2 separate regions of the Hordeum vulgare genome follow, and region 2 is linked to region 1. Evidence: chromatin contacts called from public Hi-C data. All regions are on one chromosome and are shown on one strand. Each heading gives the region's core, a stretch centred on a gene start, on an enhancer-like site or on the middle of the called end of the contact. The rest is flanking DNA. Distances are from core to core; before and after follow the strand shown.

The links. Hi-C and Micro-C count contacts between places; a contact is called where the count stands out from the background.
Region 2: a Hi-C map of seedling shows a contact between it and region 1, with 4 times the contacts expected there. The contact joins the promoter of LOC123413475 here to the promoter of LOC123407288 in region 1. A contact is called at or near these places in 5 of 6 Hi-C or Micro-C datasets (leaf, seedling and an unstated tissue) and 1 of 1 datasets of contacts at active chromatin or transcription factors (embryo).

What each region holds. Positions count from the first base shown.
Region 1 is chr7H:105,520,339-105,527,235 of MorexV3_pseudomolecules_assembly, reverse strand. LOC123407288 (pyrophosphate--fructose 6-phosphate 1-phosphotransferase subunit beta-like) reads left to right here and starts at 4,112. Exons shown (of 16, transcript XM_045100394.1): 1 at 4,112-4,404; 2 at 4,514-4,669; 3 at 4,968-5,089; 4 at 5,320-5,373; 5 at 5,529-5,635; 6 at 6,138-6,243; 7 at 6,796-6,859. The coding sequence starts at 4,227.
Region 2 is chr7H:105,670,759-105,677,291 of MorexV3_pseudomolecules_assembly, reverse strand. It overlaps LOC123413475 (dynamin-2A-like), which reads right to left and starts at 3,978. Exons shown (of 22, transcript XM_045106414.1): 1 at 3,601-3,978; 2 at 3,468-3,518; 3 at 3,239-3,359; 4 at 3,064-3,159; 5 at 2,864-2,925; 6 at 2,388-2,505; 7 at 1,959-2,301; 8 at 1,691-1,838; 9 at 1,461-1,562; 10 at 1,256-1,375; 11 at 683-766; 12 at 454-581. The coding sequence starts at 3,741.

The sequences.
Region 1 (6,897 bases), core at 2,863-5,362:
ATCCGGAACCCATTCGTCACTCCTGGTACATTCCCGGTAATGCCCGAAAACTTTCCGGTAATCAAATGAGGTCATCCTATATATCAATCTTCGTTTACAGACCATTCCGGAAACCCCCGTGACGTCCGTGATCCTATCCGGGACTCCGAACAACATTCGGTAACCAACCATACAACTCAAATACGCATAAAACATCGCCGAACCTTAAGTGTGCAGACCCTGCGGGTTCGAGAACTATGTAGACATGACCTGCGGGACTCCTCGGTCAATATCCAATAGCGGGACCTGGATGCCCATATTGGATCCTACATATTCTACGAAGATCTTATCGATTGAACCTCAGTGCCAAGGATTCATATAATCCTGTATGTCATTCCCTTTGTCCTTCGGTATGTTACTTGCCCGAGATTCGATCGTCAGTATCCACATACCTATTTCAATCTCGTTTACCGGCAAGTCTCTTTACTCGTTCCGTAATACAAGATCCCGTGACTTACATTAAGTCACATTGCTTGCAAAGGCTTGTGTGTGATGTTGTATTACCGAGTGGGCCCCGAGATACCTCTCCGTCACACGGAGTGACAAATCTCAGTCTTGATCCATACTAACTCAACGGACACCTTAGGAGATACCTGTAGAGCATCTTTATAGTCACCCAGTTACGTTATGACGTTTGATACACAGAAGGCATTCCTCCGGTGCGAGTGAGTTATATGATCTCATGGTCATAGGAATAAATACTTGACACGCAGAAAACAGTAGCAACAAAATGACACGATCAACATGCTACGTTCATTAGTTTGGGTCTAGTCCATCACATGATTCACTTAATGATGTGATCCAGTTATCAAGCAACAACATCTTGTACATAGTCAGAAGACCTTGACTATCCTTGATCAACTGGCTAGCCAACTAGAGGCTCGCTAGGGAAAGTGTTTTGTCTATGTATCCACACATGTATCTAAGTCTTCATTTGATACAATTATAGCATGGATAATAAATGATTATCTTGATACAGGAATTATAATAATAACTTATTTATCATTGCCTCTAGGGCATAATTCCAACAACACCGCCGCAGTCAAAAGAGCCTCCGCGTCCCCCCAAACACTCGTGCGGGGAAAAGTCGGCCCGCCGCCGGCAGCGGTACATAGGCAGGGCCTGGTGGACCACGTCGACGACGACAAAAAGGTAGGATGAAGGGGAGGGAAGCTGGAGGAGCGCGCGCGGGGGGTGGGGGGATGGTTCGTCCGTCACCCGAGAGACGAGTAGAGCGGAAGCCCGGGGGAGTCATAGCTCAATACAACGAATATTAGAACTAATAAAAATTGCATCTAGATTCATAGACCACCTAGTAATGACTGCAGGCACTAAAGTGAGTCAATGGCCCACCGTCATCATCACCCCTCCCCCCCCCCTCGTCGGAGCTGGACAATAATTATTGTAGTAGACAATTGAAAAGTCGACGTGCTAAGACCCCTATAACAACGACCGTCACCGATGAAGAAACACGTAGATCGAAAGCACGAAATTAAAGACACGCGAACATCGACGAACGAAAAATGGATCCGAATAGATCCACTAAAGACAACCATTGATCGAATTCTGCGAGATCCGGTGGAGACACGAGCCCTCCTATGATGCTACACAAATCACCGAAAGAGGGTCTAGCCGAGGAAAAGGCTTATACCATTTTTAGAAAGCCGTCGCCATTTCATCTTCATGAGCAGTACACAAATCCTAACAAAATCAAAAGAGAAATCTAAAAACAAAACCTCCCGTCGGCAAGTGCTAGGATCCACCACGTCTCCATGACCCTAAGGTCACCAGAGAGAGACGAGGCAGACCGGCAGCAACGCCGACGACAACGCATGGACTTTTTTTCGACAGTGAGAATATTTTTTAGCAAGAGTTGAACTAATAGCATGACAGGTTTGAGAACAATTGGTTCATATGGAAAAATCACATGTCCCATTTAAATAATTCTAGGCATATATCCCTACGATTCGTCCAGCAGTAATGGATAACTTAATTACTCGACTCAAGTAATTTTGAGCACAAATCCCAATGTTTAAAAAGCGGCTAGCAAGTTTAAATGACACATCACAAGATGGTGTGTTTTTTGTTGTTGTTGTTGCTGATGTTTTAGCGTCTCATATGTACTCCCGCCCATGTTCGTGAACAGCTTGACAGGGCAGGGCAGCATCATTAACATGAACAAACACTGTGCATAAATTGAGAATATTGTGGGTAGCAAAAAGGTGTCAGATTAAAATACCTAGAATAATACAATATGTCAGCTGATCCCTATGAAGACTAACGCGCCAGATTACGGCTTGCATGGTGCTCGGCCTCCGAACGACATTTTCATATCTAAGGCCATCTATGTATAATTTCCTCTATTGACTTAATAAAAAATTTAATAAGCTTCAAAGTTCTTTCGCACTAGATACGTTTTGTGCACTCTCCTTATACAGAAAAAAAAACTCCCACGCATGTGAAGTATGGCCTGACCGCCACACGCAGAAGACCAGCAGCAGCGGCAGCGCAACGGCAGCGACATGTAGCTGAAATACCACGGCCGGCCGAGGTTGCAAGAGACAGGCCAAAAACAAAATGGCAAAATAGTTCGACATATGCATATAGACCCTTCCAGTTCCAATGGTGTACCCAGGTCACTCCCTACAATGCTCTAATGGAGTAGTATGAAATATTCACATCTTTTAAGCTGCATTCAATCGGTTTCCATCCCGATGCTTGTCTTTGGAATAGCAAATGGATAAGTATCAAAGAAAATCAGCCGACTGGGATATACACTATGCAAATTATCGACGAATATTGATTGTGAAACATGTAGAAAATTAGTAAAAGTTAATTCACAATAACAAAAAAGGTAAACCTTAATGTAGGAAATTACTTTTTCTCGCCTTATTTTATCTTTTACAAACACACTTGCTTGTTCTTAGTATGCGCACGAATGATGTCACATTATTGTTAGCTAATAACTCGGTTTAGCTATAATATTTCAAATCATGCCGACCCTTCTATGCGCTGTAAGTTGTTGTTTCTTTTTTGGAGGGTACGAAAAAGTCAAAATAATATCATCTTTGTATATGACAAAACCTACATTTGGCGTTCTTGTGGACAATTAGTTGTCCTCCGTTGCTGGATGTTTTGCTTATAGTGTTGTCAATGTGCACGTGTAGAAGAAAAGATGGGTGTTTCTTTTGCCTTGTGTGGGTGCTTCTATTGTTGGAGTTGAGCGAGAGACCGCGAGGTGGTAACCTCCCCTGGCCGACTAGATCAAAATCAACATTAATGCAATATTGTAGTGTGAACTACTAACGGAAGTGGATTGCAACCTCTCATGAAGATCACCGGACACGAGCAAAGAAGGGTACACTGCTTGTGAATAGACAAGGGGAGCTAGACGAGAGGAACAAAAGCAGCGAAGCAGAGAAAGACGAAGTCAACGGTGCAGTTTTTATGTTCGATGCGGTTCTTCAGTCTGCTTCCTTCTCTGACAACCAGCTATCGACATATGTCAACAACCCATGTACACTTATCACACGGTCCATGACAACCAGGTACTATATGTCTTCATATGCGGACGTGGTATATTTCCATTATACATGTCGGGTTATATAGTAGGCCATTACATAAAATTACCTAATATCCTCTATAAAGCTTGTTCGATTTGTAGAAAACATACTCCCTCCTATCCAAATTAATTAATGCAATTCTAGTACAATATTAGGAGTTTTTACTATGGTCTACTTTACGTGCAATTCAAAAGAGAGAAAAAACTCCACGGAGTCCAGAATCATAGGTTTTTCTTTATTAGTTTTAATGATGGCAACAATTGCATATCGTAGGATTTCTTTTTATCACCTTCAACTTCTCTAGGTATGTTTTACAGTGACACACCATGACATTTCAAATCCTACATGGCCTAAATCTTCAGAATTCCGTCAAACCAAAAAGGCCCTTTCGATGGCGAGAGTTCATCTTGGGGAGCACTCCAATACCGTGTGCTAAAATTAGGTCAGGCGGCCACGAACCCAGGGGCTCACCCGCAAAAGGAGCACGAGACCGACCGATCGCTCGATCGCATCATAAAACCCCGCGGCGACACACCCCACCCAACTGACCGCTCCCTCCGCCCACAGCATATTCCTCCAAATCTCGCCACCAGCGCCACCTCACCGGCAACCGCATCGCATCGCATGGCGGCCGCGGCGGTGGCCTCCAACGGGGGCGCGGCGCCCGTGCCCGGGCGCCTCGCGTCCGTGTACAGCGAGGTGCAGACGAGCCGCATCGCGCACATGCTGCCCCTCCCCTCCGTCCTCCGCTCCCACTTCACCCTCGCCGACGGGCCCGCCAGCACCGCAGCGGGGAGCCCCGGTGAGTAACGGACACCCTTCCCTGGGAGTATACGCGTCGCCTCCCGGATCTCGGCCTGGGAGGATTTTGAATTTGGGATTTTGACGGCCGTGATTCGATCTGTCCGCAGATGAGATCGCCAAGCTGTTCCCCTGCCTCTACGGCCAGCCGTCGGCCTCCGTCGTGCCGACCGCCGAGCCGGTCGCGTCGAAGCCGCTCAAGATCGGCGTCGTGCTCTCGGGCGGCCAGGCGCCGGGCGGGCACAATGTGATCTGCGGCATCTTTGGTGAGTGCCAGTGATCTCGACCTGACGGTTCGCTTTGACGAAATCTGCAACGGCCCACTAGCTGAGACCAACCGAAATTTAAAATTGCTGTTCATGATTGAATTCGAGTGATGTTAGTGCCACTGTGCCAGTCTCTTCCTTCTCCGGTGAAGGATCTGAGGCGGACTATGATATTATTTTAGGCGACTGTGATATCTTCAAGCCAGCTTCGACACTGAACCTGCACAGTTGTAGATCTTGCTATGCTTTTTACTGAAGTTTTCCTGTAGTTGACTTGTCATGGTTTCTGCTGGATCAGATTACCTGCAGGAGCGTGCCAAAGGCAGCACCATGTATGGATTCAAGGGAGGCCCAGCTGGTGTCATGAAGGGCAAGTACGTCGAGCTGACTGCTGATTTCGTGTACCCCTACAGAAACCAGGTATGGCAGCATGACCTCTATTTACTGAGCACGCTTATTGAAATTTCAAAGTGTCATGACTTTTATGCAAACCTTCCTACACGTACTAAGGTTTAGGTGAATATCATAAGATATCTGATAGATGTATCATCTGAATTATTATGATGCTAGGTCTCAATTACTCTTGATTAGTAGACCCCTTAACGCTGTTTCTGTTATTACTCACCAATTATGTGTAACCTTTTCAATAGGGTGGATTCGATATGATCTGCAGTGGAAGGGACAAGATTGAAACACCAGAGCAGGTTTGTCTTTGAGTGTCTATACACAAGTATTTACTGCATCCGTCCTTCTAGTGTCTATACGGCTATATGCAAGTATTTACTGCAAGTGAGTGTTGACTAACCAGTACTTCACTAGTGTTATCTTTATTTGTAACTCTGTTTGATGTTTTTTGCAGTTCAAGCAAGCTGAAGACACAGTCAACAGACTTGATTTGGATGGACTTGTTGTCATTGGTGGTGATGATTCAAACACTAATGCATGCCTCCTTGGTGAATACTTCAGGTTGGCTGCTGAAACGACAACTCACTCTTTTGTCCACCTAAAGGATTTTTTGGTTGCTGTTAGTGTCTGAAGCTTTACACTGTTAAATCCTTCTATTTTTGTTCTACAATGGTGTAGCTTCTAATTTAGCTTATTCATGTATTTGTCTTGAATTATTTTATCACAAGTAAATCCTCTATCTATATTTCACCCTTTCTGTGCCATATTTGGTAGTTACTCCTGCCTTCTGTAGATTGTAAGCCATATTCTCGGTGAACACAAAGATTAAGAAGCTTATAAAACCATGAGATATGTAAGAGCAAATGACCATGGTACCTATTATACTTAAATACACTGGAAGCACATTAAGTATTTGTTTGTGAGAGTAGTACATATAAATGCAGGAGAGAGAAGCTGGGTGATAAATAGGTGCATAGATTGCACTTCTTGTGGTATTGAATGGAGCATCTGCTACTTGACTTCTTAACAAAGATGATTCTAAGTCATGTTTTTTGCATCCCAGGGGAAGGAACTTGAAGACTCGTGTTATTGGTTGCCCAAAGACTATTGATGGAGATCTGAAATGCAAGGAGGTCCCAACAAGCTTTGGATTTGACACTGCTTGCAAGGTATTGGGTTTTTGCCCTTAGGCATTATATCTTGTATGGAAACACTCATATTGCACCGATACATCGATAAATTAAGTATGTATGGATTAGATATAAACGCACATTGCATTGAATATTTGAGAATGGGAAGATATAAATGACTAAATGTCAAGAACATACTATTCTTAACATCTTGGGGGCATGAGTAAAATAGTAAATGAGTATTGACTATATCAGAAATCACTCGATCAGTAAACTACTTTGTACTATAACATTTCAACAAATCAGTTGTGTCATCTTCAGTTGAAGGGGGTTTGACCTAGAACTATTCAGCACTACATGGATTTATTTTATTTGGTTTGAAAACCAAAATATCTCAATTCTTCCTGATTTTGCATCCCATGCTCAGTGTTTGTCGAATGCATGTATTGCGCTTCGTGAACTACCGGGCTAGCATTGGCTAGCATAGGTCTGCATGCTTAGATCATTCGCTCAGTCTAATGTGGAATCAGGACATTTCATGCATATGAAGATTTAGTGTCATGTCATGACATGAGTTTGTGCTCCTTCCAGATATACTCCGAAATGATTGGCAATGTCATGACTGATGCACGGTCAACAGGCAAATACTACCACTGTAAGTTTTTCCACTCATTGTTTCAGCATGCTAAACCA
Region 2 (6,533 bases), core at 2,729-5,228, 150 kb before region 1:
AACGAAAAAAGGCAATGGTCGGCATTCAACAATTTTAGCATGAAATCAGCGTAGTTTGGGAAAAGTAAATACTTGGCCAATTTCTTTACAAAGCAAAGCAATTAATACATATTTTGTAACACGAGAAAAATCATGCTAAACAGTGGGGTGACAAAGAGAAGAATGCCGTAGAGTTGAAACAGAAGATGCATACAGTATTCTGGGATCACTTATAAAGGTAAGAGGGAACTATCTGAAAATAGGATGAATACTTCCTCCTAAAGCAACCCAACATAAGATAGATTGTGGGAAATTAAGTCACAAATTGAATCAGGAATCTGCAACTAGATTTCATAAACTACAAGTACAGAACAATGAGGCTGAAACAGCAATTAAATGGTAGAGACCAAATAACAATTTACACAAAACTTAAGGAGGAAAGAGGGGAGGGGGCTAGAAACATCAACAACCAACCTTCTTTGTACTAGACGGATGAAATGCTGAGCAGGAACAAAGGCACGCTCCATGTCAACAAGAGCAACTACCATCTTTTTGGCGTCACTTTTAAAGTTATCCAATGCATTCGATGCTATTGCAATGACCTAGAAAAAAAGGACAATATCGAGTGTACACTCAGAATGGTAAGATGGAATCTATCAACAAGCAAGTGGAAAGGTGCTTCTCTAAAACATATACGTGATACCTCACGCTTGAATGGAGGATATCTTCCAAGCCCAGGTGTGGCATTAGCTGAAGCATTGACTATGTCCAACAATACACGGTGTACCTAGTGTATGAACGGTAAAAATTATTTTTGCCATGTCAGCAAATAAACAAGATAAATATATCAAAAGATTATGCGGCCTTGCATAACCACATGGATTCTTAAATATTATGTCGACACAATAGGAAAGAAATGCCACGCTAATAGCACCCAGTATACCAAAAACTGAACTAGAATTATGAAACTCAAATATTTGCAGCCTTGCAGCCTTGGAATCACAAATTCAACGTCAATTCTGGAAACTCAAATCAGTTAAGCTCAGCAAAAATAAAATAAAAATGAAAGAAATTGATATCCAATCAAATATATCCAGAAAGAACTCAAATTGAGGAAGTTTGTCTAATGATACCCAGGGATCGTAAAAGTGGAAGTGGCATAGAGCATAGTAAACAATAGAGTTTGTCTAAAGCTTTTCCTAAATTGAACATTAACCTCAAGGGAAAAGGAGAAAGTCTAAGTAAGTATTACTTCCGTTGCCGGGGGATTGCATACCTCATCAACACATAGTCGCGATGGCTCCTTTGCCATGTCTAGTACTATTTTTATTAATGACCTCAACCCTTTCTCTGGAGATATCAAATATGGTTGATAACCATCGGCTTCCAGGACAATCTACAAAGTCAAGAGAATAAAGTTGTTTATGAAAGGCGGAAAAAATGCTACCAGAGTGTACCTTAGAAGTGAAAGTGGGCCCTACCCTTTTGACATTGTTGAGATCAAAATGTCTGTCCAATGGTAGCTGTTTAATTCTGTCTGGAAACTTGCCTTCAAAACTTGCAACAATTTTCCAGCCAGACCCCTTTCATATGGAAAAAAGTGCACTAATCTTGTAATCAATTATTCTTTTTTTTGGGGGGGGGGGGGGGGGGGGGGGGGGGGGCATAATTCAAATATGGAAGAAGTCTACTTTTGAAGTTAGCCACTAACCTCGCCAGATGTAATATGAGCAAGGAACTTGTCTTCAAATTCCCGGCACAGCTCCAATGCAACTGCTCGGGTTCCTTCAGGACTTTGTACCATAGATTCTCCGAGCCTTGCCAGCTCAGCCTGCACCATCTGGGATTTACCCTGAAGGCTGAAACAGTAACGCATATTACTAAATTAACATCAATGTGGAAAGGGAAGGACTTCATCTAACTCTATGGGTATATCAAACTAAGAGGTGCATCATTAAAGCATGAGGTGAGATTCTTACCCAGTCAATAGGTTAGGAAGACGCACTTTCATCCTTTTACGTATCTGCTTAGCAATGGCGCTAACCAACGAAACTCTACCTAGCTTACTCTGGGGAGCTCCAGTTAAAATGGATTTCAGGGTCTCAGCTTCAGCTTGCCATGCTGTTTCCAGCGAGTTTTCAGAACCAACTGATCCAGATTGTGCCGATGCAATCGTTACAGATTGTCCTACCAGAGCGACCCACTCAATGTCAGGAAGGTTTTTTGGGCCCTTGTTTGAGAGAAGGGCCTGAACACAAGCTATAGTTTTCGCGTCTCCTTCTGCTTGATCGATCTTGCTCAAGATACCGATAGTTCTCGAACCTACAGCGAGTGGAAAACATCAATTACTAAAGAACAAAGTGTGGTGTTGCTATTGATGATATTTTTTTCCATTTCAAAAGACATACCATCTGAATCAATATCCTTCGCCAGCCTAATGGCTCGAGATGATGCAACTTCAGCTGCTTGTACCGCAGGTATCACAACTAGCAGTATTGCATCGTTGTGCCCAGCATAATCATTGATCTAAATTGAAAAGGTAGTCACCATTGAGTAGCAGAAAGTAAACTAGGATGACAAAATTAAGTAACTGTTTTTGACATGCTGCCAAAGAAGTAGGCAAGCAAGAATAGTTCAAAAGGCTCCAAATCAATACAAGGAGACATAACTGCATAAAATTGATTTCCACACGAAAAAAATTGTGTGAAACTAACACTGAAAGATATATAAATCATATATATGGTACAAGATGTTTATGTTGACATTATATCAATATATTTTGAGCAGTGGTCATGGTTGGCTACTGTAAGCTATTCTAATATCTCAGCATTAGCATTATATCAGAACTAATTGACAAGTAAAGTATCCATAAGTAAATGCTTACCATTGAATCATCCACGGCTCGCTGGTCTAACCCAGGTAAATCAATCAGTTTTAGGGCGGGAGCTGAAAACAAAACAAGCAAATGTACAATGAGAGATCGAGTGGTTTTCCTCTGTACAAGTCTATACTCTATACTGCTATGTACATTGTTAATTGAAGGATACGCATGTTTCACTGGAACTGTTAAATTAATGGCCAAACCTGTGCTGGTTCGCAGCTTGAGAGATATCTCATCTGAGCGGCCCCTCCCAGACACACTCTTGCTGAGCCTATCCTGCAGAGAATGCCGCAGAGCAGCTGCACATGAAAAAAAATCAGCACCAGGTCGAACCGAAGTTGGTGATCATGCGAAACAAGGCTGTGAGATCCTACTGACTTGCGGACACCTGCTGCGACTTGCTATCGATCTGCAGCACGATAGACTTGGTGCTGAGGCCCGGTTCCCTCTGCAGGTCCACCACGATCGGCGCCCTGGTCGCCCCATTCTCCCCCGTCGGCTGCACCACACAACGCAATCCAATCCAATCCAATCCGATTAACAAACAACGCCAAGGGAGATACATGGAAGGAGTGGGGAGAGCTGAGGTGCTAGGCTAAAATCTCACCAGCACGGGATGGCCGATGAGGCTGTTCAGCACGGCCGACTTGCCGGAACCCTGCACAAATAGATCGGAACGGATCAGATCGGGGCACGAGGCGACGGTTCTGGGGCGCGGGGGGGCTCCGCCCGAAACTTACGACGTTGCCGAGGACGACGGCGTTGAGGAAGGTGGAGGGGCGCCTGGGCGCGGAGTCGTCCGAGGGGTCGTCGTCGGCGAGGAGCGAGGCCGCCTGGCGTATCGACTCGGAGAGCTGCGACAGCTCCTCCATGGCCTCCATGGTGGGTCTCTACCGCGCCGGCGGGGGGATCAGGCGCGGCCGATGGATCGAGAGGAGCGGCGGCGGCGGAGACCTGGCCCTCGTCGAGCTGACGCGGGTTTGAAATCCGGTCCGCCGATACGGGAGAGGCGAGACGTGGGCGAGGCAGAGAGATAGGGGAGGAGGAGAAGAGAGGGACGGGGACGGAGTAGTCGTTTGCTTGCTTGGCTGCGAAGGAGGCGTTCGACTCGGGTCAGTAGTGCGGTCGAGAGTCCGGACGTGCGTGCGGTTCGGCCGGTTCGGGGTAAGGATTGGGCCTCGGACACGGGAAGGATTCGAATTGGGCTGTGCCCCGCGCGGCCCGGTTGTCGAATCTTGGATGGGAACACTCGGTCATGAGGAGCAGGTATTCTGTTCTTCCCTTGCCTCCAAAAAAAAAAGATTAAGAAAAAAGATTACGCCAAAACAGACGATGAACGGCATCTGACACGGGAACCAGCGAAACTAGAAGAATGTTCGTGTCGTTATCAGAGGCTTTTACAAATATATATATACTAGCAAAAGGACCCGTGCGTTGCAACGGAAGAAAAAAACACAATCTTCAATGACGGCATGTGAGTCCTCACCATGAACCGGTCAAGCTCACAACATTATCTGGCAAGGTTAGAGCATCTGGAGACGACTCCCTGCGACTGTGCGCCGCTCCCCGACGGCGGGAGAGGAGGGCGTTGGTGGTGGGGTGCCCGCTCCCCGACGGCGGGAGAGGAGGGCCGTGGTGGCGGGAGAGGAGGGTCGGGGTGGCGGGGACGGCGGGGTGCCTGCTCCCCGGCGACGGGAGAGGACTATGGTGCCAAGGGCTGGCGGTGGTGGGGACGGCACGCCGTGGGCGCGGTGGCAGGGAGGCGAGGCGGGAAGGCGCGCTGGAGCGGTGGCAGGGAGGCGGGGCAGGGAGGCGCACGAGCGCGTTGACAGGGAGGCTGAGCGGGGAGGCGCACAAGCGCGGTGACAGGGAGGCAAGGCAGGGGCGATGCGACATGGTGGTGGGGTGGTGCGGTTATGTGCGATGGCGGGGTGGCGCGGCGCGGTGGCGAGGAGGGGCTGACGGGAGCCGCGCCGCACAGTGGCGGGGAGGGAAGGCATGCGGGACGGGGAGACTGCGTCGGGGGCGTGTTGATGCCCCACTGCTGTTGACGGCGAGCGGCGGGAAGGGTGGGGTGAGCGACGGGAGGGGCGAGCGGGTGAGCAGGCGGGTGGCGGGTGGAGGAGGGGTTGAGCGGGCAGAGAGGGCAGGGCGGGCGTAGGCAACGGGCGGGGCTGAGCAGGTGGGTCGAGCCGGAGGGTGCGGGGAGGGAAGGCGGGGTTGAGCGGTTTAGAGTTATCTAAAACTGTGAGGGCTTTTCTGCAAAATGACAGAAAAACGGTTCGTTGTGACTTAAAACTGGACTGCGGGTTGATTACCTAAAACTGTGAGGGCTTTTCTGCAAAACGACGGACGACGGACGACAGAAGCACTACGTGCTTTATTATTAGGGGAGGTATATATGTCTGACCTATCGGATAGAAATTCAGACAAAAATTACGCTTTTATTGCGGCCCGCCTCTTATTATGGGATATGTTTTCCTTTTCTCTTATTTCCTATGCATTCTCTTCGTCTCTTCCTAGCACAAGCACGAGTGGTACCTTGTGTTGTGAGTCGTCGACATCTCACCTCCTCCCCGGCGACAACGCAGAGCCTTAGGTTGCGGTCTCCCGGGTCAAGCCCATCGCGTCAACCATGCGCAGGTCACGCACTACCGCGATGGCAGATGCGGTTGAGGAGCACATTGTGCAGCAGTGGAGCACGACATGCCTAGAGCTGCATCTGAGAGCCAGCGACCATGAAAGGCTCATGTGAGGATGGCACGGGCCGCGTGTTTAGACCATGATGGAGCATACTAGAACCGATGAGTTTGGTGTTGCAACCATCGTAAGGTTTTGCTACGACCCGCGACAAAAATTGCTAGAGCCATTCATGGCTCTGTTCTGACCCGAAATAATGGAGACGATGATTTTGTTGCATCCGTTATGGAGAGTTTGTTATGATCGCTGATGTAGTTTGTTTCAACCATTCTTTGCTTAGTTGTGACCCGCAACGAATTTTGCTATGATCAATGCAATGAGAGCGACGGTGATTTTCTGTACCCGTCATTGGGTTTTGCTACAACCGGCAACGAAATTTTCTATGACCGGAGCGACCCATGACAACGGCAATGACAATTATGCAGCAACCGTATTCAGGTTTTCCTATGACCGGCAATGGATTTTACTTCAACCATTCATGGCTGCCATGATGCTACAAGAACGGTGACGAGCACGACAAGATGTTGGGGATGGATGTTTGTGAACTATGACAACCAGGTCTAGTGTGTAGCCACGTGCAACATTGTGTTGCAGTCGGTAAAGAGAACCACAATTATTATGGCATGGTGGCGAGATGTGGCGGACAGGTCGGCGGGGAGCTAGCACGGTGATCGCGGTGAGTTGTAACCTTCGGGCTGGCGAGGCGGCGCACTACAAGGACATTTTCGTGTTGGTTGGGGTGCTACAACCGCGGGGGAGCCGTGCTGTCAGTCATGGGACGTGTGCGCGCGAGCCACCGATGGTGTCGGCGAATACTCACAACATATGCCATAGGTAGGCTAAAGTTGGTGAGAACCGAAGGGACAAAGGTGGACGTTGGGAACGAGGTTGGTACACACATGGGACGCAGGATGTACCCAGGTTCAGGGCTCTCCATAGAGATAATACCCCTAATCCTGCCGGAGTGTTTGAT